Linked DNA regions of Ovis aries: all the other regions are linked to region 1. Evidence: chromatin contacts called from public Hi-C data. All regions are on one chromosome and are shown on one strand. Each heading gives the region's core, a stretch centred on a gene start, on an enhancer-like site or on the middle of the called end of the contact. The rest is flanking DNA. Distances are from core to core; before and after follow the strand shown.

Evidence for each region. A called contact is a pair of places that touch in the nucleus more often than the background predicts.
Region 2: a Hi-C map of tail adipose tissue shows a contact between it and region 1, with 2.3 times the contacts expected there. The contact joins the enhancer-like site here to the promoter of FOSL2 in region 1. A contact is called at or near these places in 3 of 16 Hi-C or Micro-C datasets (skin fibroblasts and tail adipose tissue).
Region 3: a Hi-C map of muscle shows a contact between it and region 1, with 6 times the contacts expected there. The contact joins the promoter of RBKS here to the promoter of FOSL2 in region 1. A contact is called at or near these places in 4 of 16 Hi-C or Micro-C datasets (mixed tissues, muscle and tail adipose tissue).

The regions. Positions count from the first base shown.
Region 1 is chr3:35,343,713-35,347,765 of ARS-UI_Ramb_v3.0, forward strand. It overlaps FOSL2 (FOS like 2, AP-1 transcription factor subunit), which reads left to right and starts at 1,280. Exons shown (of 4, transcript XM_027966637.3): 1 at 1,280-2,177. The coding sequence starts at 2,076.
Region 2 is chr3:35,052,789-35,057,172 of ARS-UI_Ramb_v3.0, forward strand. The region is part of intron 6 of BABAM2 (BRISC and BRCA1 A complex member 2); the gene reads left to right. Among named protein-coding and RNA genes, the nearest start is that of TRNAC-GCA, 130 kb to the left of the region's middle. Within about 2 kb of position 1,718, at least 15 of the 54 cell types and tissues checked have an H3K27ac peak or open chromatin away from gene starts, as enhancers often do. A contact at or near this core is called in tail adipose tissue, where this site is marked.
Region 3 is chr3:34,887,514-34,891,535 of ARS-UI_Ramb_v3.0, forward strand. RBKS (ribokinase) reads right to left here and starts at 2,225. Exons shown (of 8, transcript XM_027966632.3): 1 at 2,099-2,225. The coding sequence starts at 2,199. All of the region lies in intron 1 of BABAM2 (BRISC and BRCA1 A complex member 2), which reads left to right.

The DNA.
Region 1 (4,053 bases), core at 30-2,529:
GGATTGAAGTTCCAGAACTGACAAGGGCCTTAGAAGGTCATGTCTCAATCCCTTCGTTTTACAGAAAGAAACTGAAGCCCAGAGAGGTTAAGGGACTCGCCCAAAGTCTCACAGCCCGTAAGCAGCACAGCCTGGCGTTCACACTCCAAGGCCTGTGCTCTTTACCCCGCACCTCGCCCCGCCCCGCCCCGCGAGGCGGGACAAACTAGGAATCCGGACTACCTACTGCCTGAACTTCGCTCCAAAACAGCTGAAGACAACGTTGGGGCACGCCCTCTCTCGGGCCTCCCTCTTCCCTGTTTGGTTTTTTTTTTCCTTTCAAATTCGTAATAGTCGAGGTTGCTTATAATGCCCGATTACTATTAGATGCATCTTAATTGCCCAGCATAGAGGGCGGCCGGAATGTCTTGACTGGTTAATTTCGTCTTCAAGGCTGCTCCTAACAAATTAATTGCAGAGCCGAAAAGAAAGGGGAGGGGGGCGGGAAGCAGTGGGCAGCCAGCCGCGGAAGGGAAAATAGGCAGGTCGGCCCCGCCCGGCGGCGCTGCGCCCCGCCAAGGCCCGGCCGCAGGGAGGCGCGGATACCCAGGGCGCCCAGGGCGCCCGTTGCTCCGGGTGGCGCCGCGAAGGGCGCCGACGACCGTGCGCGGCCGCGCCCTCCCTGCGAGCGGCTCTGCGCGCCCGGCTCCCGGCCTCGCGGTGGCGCCGCACTGAACCGCCAGTCTCGCTCTTCAGGACTGTGATTATTTTCTGAAACCAGGCGCCGAGGGCCCCGCGGCAGCCCTCGCAGGGGCCCCGCCCCGCGCCCCTTTCCCAGGCGGTGGAGAAGGTGGGGAGGCCGTGGCGCGCTCGGGAGCCGGCGAGGGAATCCCTCTCCCTCCACGTCACCCGAAAGCTAGGGAACCCGCACTCGCGTCCTCTAACGCAAATGACCATCTTTGGCAACGTGCGCCAGTGGAACAGACCAAGGGCGCGTGGCCCGGGGGGTGGGGATGGGCCAGGCTGCCTCGGCTCCCCCAAACCGCGCCAGCGGTCCGCTCCCACCCCCGCCACCGCCTTCCTTCCTCGCGCAGGGTGTGCGGCTGGCGTCAGCGCGGCCAGGAGCCGGGGCAGATAGGGGAGCGCTGCGCCCGCCTCCTCCCGCGCGTCTTCCTCCTCCTCCCCCTCCTCCTCGGCCTTCTCCCCCCGCCTCCCCGCGCGCTCCTCCCTGCAAGGTGGAGTCGGGTTGACGTGAGGTACAGGGGCTGGAGAATAAAGAGTGTGGAGTTGAAATCGTGCCATTGTAGTGACTCATCTCGGGCAGAGCGCTGGGGCTCCGAGCAAACCAGCGAGCAAGCGAGCGGCGCTCGGCGGAGACCGAGAGAGGGAGAGAGAGAGGCGCGGACGGGCGAGGCGGGCCCGTCCGGGAGAGGGAGCCGGGAAAGGGGTGCAGGTCCGGGCGCCGGAGCTGCGGCACCGCGTCCCTCTCCACGCCGGCTCAGCTGGATCCTCCCGGGCCGCGGGCCGGGCACAGGCTGCCTTCTTCTCCTAGTCAAGTGTCCGAGCCGCTCCAAACTCCGGCGGCGAGTCGGCCACAGGAAGTTTATTCTCAGCTCCTTTTCTAAAAGGAGGAAATAGAAGTTTCTCCAAGCGGGCAGCCTTTCTTTCTGCCCCCCCTTTTTTTCCCTCCTTTCTTTTCTGCGCTGACATCTGGGGTCCCCAGACCTGGCAGGCTTGACCCGCTGGGTTGACTCCCATTCTTTTTTAATTACCGATTTTTGACTGAGCCGGCGGTCCCGGCTGGGCTCCGATTGCGCGCGGGGGCGGGAGGGCGCGCGCAGGGGAGGGACCGAGGGACGCGCGGACTTTTTAGAGGGAGGGACTGGGTGGACAACTGGTCCCGCGGCGCTCGCAGAGCAGCAAAGAAGTGGTGTAGCGCTCGGCGCTCAGGGGGCCGTTCCCGGGGTGCCTCCGCCGAGGGGGACAAGCCCGAGGCGCGGCCAGCAGAGAGCCAGCGCACAGCAGCCGGTGCGCGGCCGCGGCGAGGGCGGGGGAAGAAAAACACCCTGTTTCCTCTCGGGCCCCCACCGCGGATCATGTACCAGGATTATCCCGGGAACTTTGACACCTCGTCCCGGGGCAGCAGCGGCTCTCCTGCGCACGCCGAGTCCTACTCCAGCGGCGGCGGCGGCCAGCAGGTAGGTGCGGGCCCCGGGTGCACCTGGCGACGCGGGTGGACCCCCGCCTTCCTCTCGCCGCCACTGCCTCTTTTGCTTTCTTTGCCCTTTCTCGGTTTGGTGAGAAAATACCTGCGGGCCACCATTGTAAGTTCTGAATTCTCATCTCCTGCCCACACCTCCTTTCACCCCCTCTACCCTCGCCAACCCCCCCCCCTTTTTTTTTTCCAAACTGGAGCGGCGAGTGGGCTGAAAGAACCTACAAACCCTGTCCTTCACACTACATCGTATCCAGACAAGCTCCTGGAATTGCAGGTCCCGTTCCCAGAAGCCGGTGCCTCCCTCCTCTCCCAGGAATTCATCTCCATTCCCCTCTATCTCCGTGGTGGATCCCCCGCTCCCCAAATTTTTTACGCACGGGCCCCTTCCGACATCTAGAGAACTTATTCCTGCGAAAAAGCCTTCTCCTTCTTTCCCCACCCCGACCCCGCACCTTCTCCCGCCGTTGGTTTTAGTTAATTTCGGAAAGAAGTTGGGGACTCAGAAACTGGTTGGGCTCCTTCAAGTGATCCAGAGTGAGGGCGAGAGTTGTCACTCAGGGAATCAGGTGCGAAGGTCAGGAAGGAGGAGGTGAGCCTTGATTGGCTCAGGCTGCGTGCGTCTGTGTACCCTGCGCCCTTCCACCTCCTGTTAGGGTAGGACTAGGAGCCTGAACTGCCACCCAAAGGGGCGCCTTGGGGTCTGGGGAGTACCTAGGGCCAGGACGGCTGCAGAAAGAAGGGAGGCTGGAGAGACTTCCTCTAGGCTCCTGAATGGTTCTGGAAGCCGAGAAATAACTTGTTTCTAAAGCAGGCGGACTGGTTTGTACTGGAGGGGTTGTGCCTGCCATCTCTGTCTATAAATACCAGAATAAATACCAGAAAGTTGCTGCTAGGTTGGTGGTGCTGGTGGGGTGCCGGCCCTCTGCAACAGCCACCCCCACCTCACCCACCCACCCAGAAGCTTGTGAGGGAGCTGACTTAAACAAGGCTGCTAGAGCCTGAAGCCCGTCTTAATCAGGATCTGCCGAGTCTCTAGCCCAGTTGGCTGCGGCAAGAGCTGCTCTGGTTAGGCGGTGGCCTTGGCCTCTATAAGCCAGCCAACCAGGAGGGGCTGGGGTGGGCTTCCAGGGAGGAGGGACCCTGATGGAGAATATAATGGAAACGTGGCTCTCTTTAGTAACTGAGGAGGGATATCTTATTCCAAAGCTGTTCCGCATGCCTGATGGATCCTCAAAACGCTTTTCTATGTCTTCCCTCTACCTGCCCTGGTATCCCCATAAGCACCCGCTGGAGAAAGCCTTGTCAGTGCATGCACCCTTAATAATGAACACTAAGGTGATGAGTTTCAAATCTTGTCCCAAAGTGATTTTGTTTGCTTTCCAGCCCCGTTGGTGGTTTCTATTGAATCCAGCCATCATTAGGCAAAGGGTTGGAGTCATTTGAAATCCATTCCCTCATTCTCCAGTTCAACAGCCCCCAGATGTCCCTCTCTGCCTCTCCAAATCAGGAAGGAACCTTTTGATTTCTCATTTGCCCCTTTGGCTGTCGTTTCTGTGGCAGTCATCACTGAAATGTTACAACCTTGCAGCCGGGCTTTACTCAGACCCTGGGGCCTAGATGGACAATCAGACCGGACATCAGTGCCCCGACTGAATAATCTGTGTCACTAGGGCTTTGAGCCCAGGATGTGAGTGGAGGCAATTCCCTGTTTTGGAAGAAAATCAGACAGGAAACCAGAGCTAGGAAGAAGGAAGAGAACTCAGTCCAGCAGAGTGTAATGGGGCCTCATTACCGAAGCAAAAAGCAGCTGTTGGCTAATTCCTAGCGTGCTGTAACACATGAGGATTTTGCAATTA
Region 2 (4,384 bases), core at 468-2,967, 290 kb before region 1:
AACTAATGGAAGAGATGGTACTGCTTATGGATGAGCTATCTATCAGCTGAGGTTTTTTTTTAAAAATTGTGGTAAGATATATATGACAGAATTTTCCATCTTAATCATTTTTAAGTAGTACAGAGTTCAGTGGTTTAAATGCATTCACATTGTTGTACAGCTATCACTGCTGTCCATCTTCATAACTCCTTTCAGGTTGTAAAAATGACACTCTGTGCTCAGTAAACAATAACTTCCCATTCTCCCCTCCCTTGAGCCCCTGGGAAATCATGGTCACACTTTCTGTCTCCATGATTTTGACGACTCTAGGTATCTCATATAAATAGAATCATATAGTGTTTGTCTTTTTGTTAACTTGCTGATTTTAGCACAGTGTCCTCAGAGTTCATCTGTAGAGTAATGCAGAATTTTGTTCCTCTTAAAGGCTGAATAATAGTCTAACGTGTACATATGTGTGTGTGTGTGTGTATACACTATATTTTGCTTATCTGTTCATCTTTCAATGTATACTTTGGTTGCTTCCACATTTTAGCTATTGTGAATAATGTTGCTATGAAAATAAGTGTACAAATATCTCTTCAACACCTTGCTTTCAGTTCTTTTGGGTATATCCAGAAGTGAAATTGCTGGGTCATTCAGTAATTCTATGTTTAATTTTTTGAGGAACTGTCATACTGTTTTCCACAGCAGCTTTACCGTTTTACATTCCTACCAGCAGTGCACAGAATTTCAGTTTCTCCACATCCTTGCTAGTACTTGTTGTTCTCTGTGTGTTTGAGAGTAGCTATCCTAATGTGGGTGAGGTGGTGTCTTATTGTTTTGATCAGCAGTTTCCGTAATGATAAGTGATATTGGAGATCTTTTGATGTGCTTATTGGTCTTTCATATATCTTCTTCGGAGAAATGTCTGTGTAAGTCCTTTGTCCATTTTTGAGTCAGGTTATTTTGTTTTTTTGATGTTGAGTTTCAGGCATTCTCTCTATATTCTAGACATTAATCCCTTATCAAATGTATGCTTTGTGAACATTTTTTCCCTTTCTGTGAGTTGCCTTGTTATTCAGTTGATACTTTTGATGCACAAAATTTTAAAAATTCCTTATGGAATCAGATTTGCATGTTGTTTCTTGTTATCTGTGCTTTTGGTATCATATCCAAGAAATCATTGCCAAAGCTAGTGTGAAGCTTTTGTCCTGTGTTTTTGTCTAAGAATTTTATTGTTTTAGTTCTTACATTTAGGTTAATTTTTAGAGTTAATTTTTGTATATGGTGTTAGGTAAGGGTGCAGCTTGATTCTTTTTCATGTGGATATTCCATTTTTCCAGCACTTTCTGTGGTAATGGTTATGAATAACAGTAAACAAAACAAGTGATCCTGTTATGAGAGACCCTCCATGCCTTTGAGTTTTAGTGCCCTGTAGACCACATTGTTTAGAGCATGGTTCAAATAAAATAAAATTGCTTTTAAAGCCTTGTAAAATTACCTTGACATTCTCATTTTTAGTAGCCCTCAACAAGCATATCAATTTCATTATTTCAGTGAATTCCCTGGTTGATTAGCTGGTAACTTGATTTAGTAAACATTTGTCAGGATATGTCTTCCCTGGAGACATACTAAGCTTGGAGTATGTAAGGCATCTTTTCCTCATCCAACAGTGTTAAGTTAGGAAAGTGTTGTGGTAATATTATGAGTACAATTGTCTAAGAACATTAAGAACCTTAGTCTGGATCTTTTGTAACCATAAAAGGCAATGTGTCATGCTTTCCTGTTTTGCATGGATCAGAAGGGAGTAAAAAACACCAAAAGAATTTTTATTGCATAGAAATATTTCCTTCCTAGCAGGGAGTGTGTGAAGCAATAATGAGCCTAAAAAACAATCTTATATATTAATAGTAAGGGGAGAGAAAGGCAGGGAAACACAGTACAGCCACACAGACTTGAGGGCTGATCATGAAACTGCTGATTCCAGCCAGGGTCCCTTCTCCCTCCCTGCACAGCACTTGACTTTAATGTGCATCTTCTCACAGCCCTCTTAAGGTGGATTGGATAAGTTGTAGCTTCCTCTGTCTGGAAGAGGAACTTGTCAGAGTCTGTGGTGCAGATAATTGATGAAGACAGGCTAGAACCACACTTCCCTAATTGCCAATCTGTGGCTAAGACCGGAGGAGTGTCCTTTGTGTTGAGAAATTGTTTTCCGTGATGCAGATTGCTCAGTACAGAAGATGTCATTTTTAGTGTATCCAGTGGTAACTTGATCATCATAGACCATCCCCACGAAATACCATCAGTCCACCTGAATTGCGGGTTTGAGCACAGCTTGACGTGGTCATCACACCTCAGCACATCTTAAGAGCACACATTTTCCACCAGACTGATTCACACTGGGCCCTTCTCACATTGTTAATGACATACTGCTCACATTTCTTTTACTACCATTTCCTTCATCTCATTCCTAAAAGAACTTAGGTTGCTGAATCGAAATGACTGTAAATCTCTGTTTACACCAAATTAGAAGAGGCCAATGGCTTCCTGAGTCTGTTTCAGACCCATCGCCTTTCGGTAGACCAAATCTGCTTCGTTCTCTGGGTGTGGAAATGATAACAGCTACTGAAAAGGTACAGGAATTAGTTCTGTCAGGTACTCTTCTAAAGATGTATTTATGTGCAGTTGATTTTTTTTTAAAGAATTCTGTACTGTGTGTAAGAATTAAGGTAATAATACCTTAATACATGTTCTTACATATTGTTTAGTTGCTAAGTTGTATCCAAATCTTGTGACCCTATGGACTGTAGCCTGCTAGGTTCCTTCTGTCCGTGGGATTTCCCAGGCGAGAATACTGGAGTGGGTTGTCAGTTCCTTCTCCAGGGGATCTTCCTGACCCAGGGGTCGAACCCATGTCTCCTGCATTGGCTGACAGGTTCTTTACCACTGAGCCACCAGGGAAGCCTCTCTTATATAATAATAATAAATATGTTCTTTATCTTTTTAGTAATGAGTTATAGTAACAAAGTGAAGATAATCTAAAATTATTGTCTTCTGAGATGAGGAAATAAATCTTGAGACTAAACAGAGCTGCCTAACATTTTGTTGGTGTGACTGTGATGTGTCCTTGGGACATGATTGCGGAGGAGAAAAAAAAAACCAAGCCATTCACTCTGATACCAGTGATTTGAAAGTGGAGAGCAGTTGTTCTTCAGCATAATGCATTTTTCTGTTTTAGGTTAGAAGTGTCGCATTCCCTGGGAAGACACTACAGTGCATTCTCAGTGCAGTGCAACTGTGTGGTGTGAATTCTCTGATGTGGTTGAGAACTGGTATTGCATAGCTTTAAAAGACATGTTTTAATGATAAAAGAATGAGGAATAGAAATGTGGGACGAGGGAATACTTTATACCATCTTAATTCTGTTAGTGGTTAAGAATAGCAATGGCCCATTGGGTTCCAGGCCCATCTTTATCACTGACTCTGACCATGGGCAAGTTATTTGACTTATTTATGCATTTGTATCCTCTTCTCTAAAATGAATGTAATATCTATCTCATAGTCCAGTTGTAAGGATAAAGTTAGATAACTCATGTGCCCTTCATTATAGTCTCTTGCATGTAAGTCCTCAGAAAATTATTCTTAAGTCATTTCTTCACTCCTTTATGTAGTTTCCCACCTATTCTTAGCTTCTCTCATAGCTCAGGTGATAAAGAATCTTCCTGCAGTGCAGGAGACCCAGGTTCAATCCCTGGGTCGGGAAGATCTCCTGGAGAAGGGAATGGAAACCCACTCTAGTATCCTTGCCTGGAAAATACCATGGACAGAGGAGCCTGGTAAGCTGCAGTCCATGGGGTTGCCAAGAGTTGGGCACAACTGAGCAAATAACACTCTCCTCCTATCCTAAGTGAAATTGATTCTTCCCTCTTCTGTGGAGGTCTCATTTTTCCCCCTTACCTTGACTTGTTGAAGAAGTATTAAAATGCAATCCTTTGTCAACCTGTACCATTCTCTTCAAGTAATCATGCTGACTCTGTCCCCCTAGGACTCATTTCTACCTTTTTAGGCAACCTCAATACCTGGGTCATGTCTTTCCTCCTTACCAACTTTGGATGCGAGATGGTGATCCACTCATCATTCTTCACCCTGCTAGAGTCTTTCCACCTTCATCTCTGCTTCCACCGCCCCTTTTTGCTGTGCCTTATACTCATCATTGCTTCTGTGCTTCTGAGGTTCTCTTCTCTGTTTGCAGAGTCTTGAGCTACTGCCTCTTCCATCCAGGTCTTTGCCTTGAGCCATTCACTCCTTGTTGTTGTTTAGTTGCTAAGTCATGTCCAGCTCTTTTGCAACCCAGTGGATGGTAGCCCATTAGTCTCCTCTGTCCAAGAAATTTTCCAGGAAAGAA
Region 3 (4,022 bases), core at 975-3,474, 460 kb before region 1:
AAACTAGACTGAACTTTGTTATGTCACTAAACGAAAAACATTCATCTTGGCACAAGGTAGCTCAAGTATTCGTGGAAAAATAAAGGCTCTGGGCATTTTTTTTTGGCTGAGCTGCACAACTTGTGGGATGTTTAGTTCCTGAACCAGGACTCCAACCCCAGATCCACATCAGGGAAAGTGCAAGAGTTCTGTCCACTGGACTGCCAGGGAATTCTCCAGGATCTTGGCGTTTAAAATTCTTCTGTTGCTTGTTGATACACTCTCCTCACTTTCAGGTTTTTTTTGAATTACTACCTGCCTCTTGCAGTCTCTCCCCCTTTCTAATCTCAAGTCTGGAAATTTGATAATCGATAGCATATTCAAAAGCAGAGACATTACTTTGCCGACTAAGGTCCGTCTAGTCAAGGCTATGGTTTTTCCCATGGTCATGTGTGGATGTGAGAGTTGGACTGTGAAGAAAGCTGAGCGCCAAAGAATTGATGCTTTTGAACCGTGGTGATGGAGAAGACTCCTGAGAGTCCCTTGGACTGCAAGGACATCCAACCAATCTATTCTGAAGGAGATCAGCCCTGGGATTTCTTTGGAAGGAATGATGCTAAAGCTGAAACTCCAGTACTTTGGCCACCTCATGCAAAGAGTTGACTCATTGGAAAAGACTCTGATGCTGGGAGGGATTGGAGGCAGGAGGAGAAGGGGACGACAGAGGATGAGATGGCTGGATGGCATGACTGACTCCATGGATGTGAGTCTGAGTGAACTCTGGGAGTTGGTGATGGACAGGGAGGCCTGGCGTCCTGTGATTCATGGGGTCGCAAAGAGTCAGACACGACTGAGCGACTGAACTGAACTCAGCTTATAAACATTGTAAACAATGTAAGATTTGGTCAGTTATGTGAAGACCCTAAAACTAGTTTTTAAGTAAATCACAGGTAGTTTAGTGCAGGTATTTGGTGACTAATTTTGCTAGTCCCAAGGTCTTTTTATTTCCAGGTTCTCAGCTGTCCTTTGAAAAGGCAAGGTGTCAGGACAGATAAGGTCTTACTGTAGTGTGATCATTTTTTATTTTTATAATATAAAAACAGCAGTATATCTGAAAAGCCACTCACCAAAAAATTAAACTCAAGCAATCTAAATGGTAGGATTTTCTTGGAACATTTTTTTTCTTTAAAATAAACATACATTACTTTTACAATCAAAAAGGCGATTTCATTAAAAAAAAGATATCTTGGAACGATCTCTCCATTCAGTCTCACTGCCCTAACTCAGCTATTTTCATCTAGCATATTTTGTTTATTCAATGACTTTAAAATGGTTGTATATACTGGATTTTTAATTTGATTCACATTTGGCTTGCCACAGGTAACCTATGGTTACTCTAATACTGAAAAATAATCTGTAAATATGATATGCAAGCAAGCTGACAATCAATATGGTGAAAGATGACCGCCTAAAATTTTGTCTTAGGCTCCACCCATTTTCTACACATTCACACGTATAATACCCAACCTGGATAGTATTACAGCTCAAAACAGTTTTCTCCATTTAGTGTGCAAAACAACCGTGTTAAGTGGGCACATTCTCGGAGGTAAAATGACTTGGCCAAAGTCACTCGGCTAGCCAGGAAATAGGTTTAGCAGCCTAGTCAAGAAAACAGGACCAGATCTCTAGAGGCGCTGCTAGTTAAACGAGAGCTGTCACTACAGGCTGGCCTTTATGTTCCCTCATCTGACAATGACCTTTACAAACTCAAACTTCCCTCTTCTACCCTATGGAGGCACGCGAGGCGGGCTGGGGAAATCTGTGGGTTAGTCGCTCAGTTGTGTCCGAGTCTTTTGTGCCCCCATAGAATGTAGCTCGCCAGGCTCCTCTGTCCATGGAATTCTCCAGGCAAGAATACTGGAGTGGGTAGCCATTCCCTTCTCGTGGGGAATCTTCCCGGTCCAGGGATCGAATCCGGGTCTCCCGCACTGCGGGCAGATTCTTTACAGACTGAGTAGCTCACATCCAAAGTCAACACTCCATCCCCAAAGCCCTAGTTCCAAGGCAGAGAGAAGAGAGCGCTGGAGGCGCAGCCTCTGCGCGCTGGTCCCGAACTAACCTGACCAGGTCGGTCATGCAGGAGCCCACCACCACCACCGCCGCCGCCGCCTCCGCCACCTCCTCCTGCCACTGCCTCCCAGAGTCCCCAGACGCGGCCATTGCTCAAAGTCGGCAGTGTCCAACCTGGAGGCTGCCCTTTAACCTTTGCCCCACCCCGTAACCAGAGACGCCGCTCACACGTTCCCTAACGACGCGGGCCTTCCGGACGCCCGGGTGGGTCGCCCACCTGGATGCCCGAAATAACCCCATGCACCAACTGCCCCCAGTTTTTCCAGAAATTGTCTTCCTGCACAGTCTCTCGTAGTAGAGCCATCCTACGAGTTCCAGACTCCGCGCAGCTCGCCACGCACGAGGTAGGCGCGGAGGTAGGAACTTTCAGGCACTCGGGGGACGCCCTTCCGAGCGCCAGGCCTGGCGCGGCCGGGGACGCGCACGCCGCCCAGCTCCAGGGCCGCCGAGGGGGCGGGGCGGGGCGGGACGTCCGGGGACGCGCACGCATCCGGCCCGCGGTGCGCGCGCAGGTTGGTGCGTCGGTCGGGGGCGCGCTCGGGTAACCTGTACCCCACGTAGTCGCCGGTTACCGATCCGACTTAAGTTCCAGGTACCTGGACTGGGGCTGGTGCGGGGAGGTTGGATCCCGAGTTGCACAGGTGGCTATGAGGACCGTGGTTTTACATATGCCCAGGGCTCTCCTTCTCTTCCTATAGAGAAGGCCCCTGTCCCAAAGATGCCCTACTCATTCCCGTCACGCTAGTCCCCTCAAGAACGAGCCCCCAAGGCCAGAGGCTGACCTGTCTCCACACCTAGCCCGCCCCCTGGTTCCTGATTAAGCTCAAGACTCTTTGCTTTTTCCTGCCTGATTAGGGGATCATACAATTTGGGAGAAGTTGTCCCCTTTTAGAGCGGGGTGGTCATTCTTTGGGTTCGAGCTGATTGTTTTTCCTGAATGCTGCCCCTTGGAGAAATTACTTCCCCTGTGTACTTCCCTCGTGCGCCGTATGACGTCGACGTGACGCAGCAGGACGCCACCCCTTTCCGTTCCATGACGTAAGCTGGGCACGTGTTTCCGTGTTTGTCATCCCATCTTAATTGGGAGAAGGTAGACGATGCTTTAGACGTGTTTGTATTCCCCAGACTGCCCATCGAAGTACCTCATGTGACCCTATCTTGAGGCAGCAGAGCTCTGTAAAAATTGTATTTCTGCATTTCCTTCTGTATATTACACGTCAAAATCAGGAAATAGAAATTTCACAACTAGCTTTCAAGGGAAACGGGCCACAGTAAATTTTTGCCTATCTGGGATCGATTATTGTGCTTTGTTGTGTAAAAAATACTACTGGGAGATCATCCCCCATCTGTGTATCCTGCTCAGAAGCCAAAGAACTATCATTTTTAGCTATTCGGTGACCTCTGATTTTGGAGTCAGGTTTTTCCCCCCCCTCTCTCTCGTCTAGAGAAGTCACAGCAGCTGTGCTTGTAACATTTTAATGCTGCGTGAAATCTTGCACTGTCAAAAGATAGTATTATGGGTGCTCAGGAAACAAAGACAAATTCATTCCTTCAGGTGTCATTCTAAGGTCATGACAGTTGCTGAATTGGATGGGGTGTTGTCACCTTAAGTATAGTTTGGTTTCTGGAGCAGGTTTGTTCCCTCTAGCATTTTACCTAGTGAATCACTTAGGCCAGCTTCAGCAGTAGGCCAACATTAGTCTAATTTGTTTCTAGTTGTCAAGAAACCGTTAGTCTAAATTCATGACTTTTTTGTTTTTTTTACTAGATGTATGCTTTTGAAAAAACAAATTCGCGTTGATGCTTTCCTCTTTGGTGTTTATTTGAGAAGAAGTTAGGTATAGTGGACTTTGAGGGAGATCTGGATTTGGATTCCAATCCTTCTGCTTGCTAGGTTTGTAACTTTAAGTAAG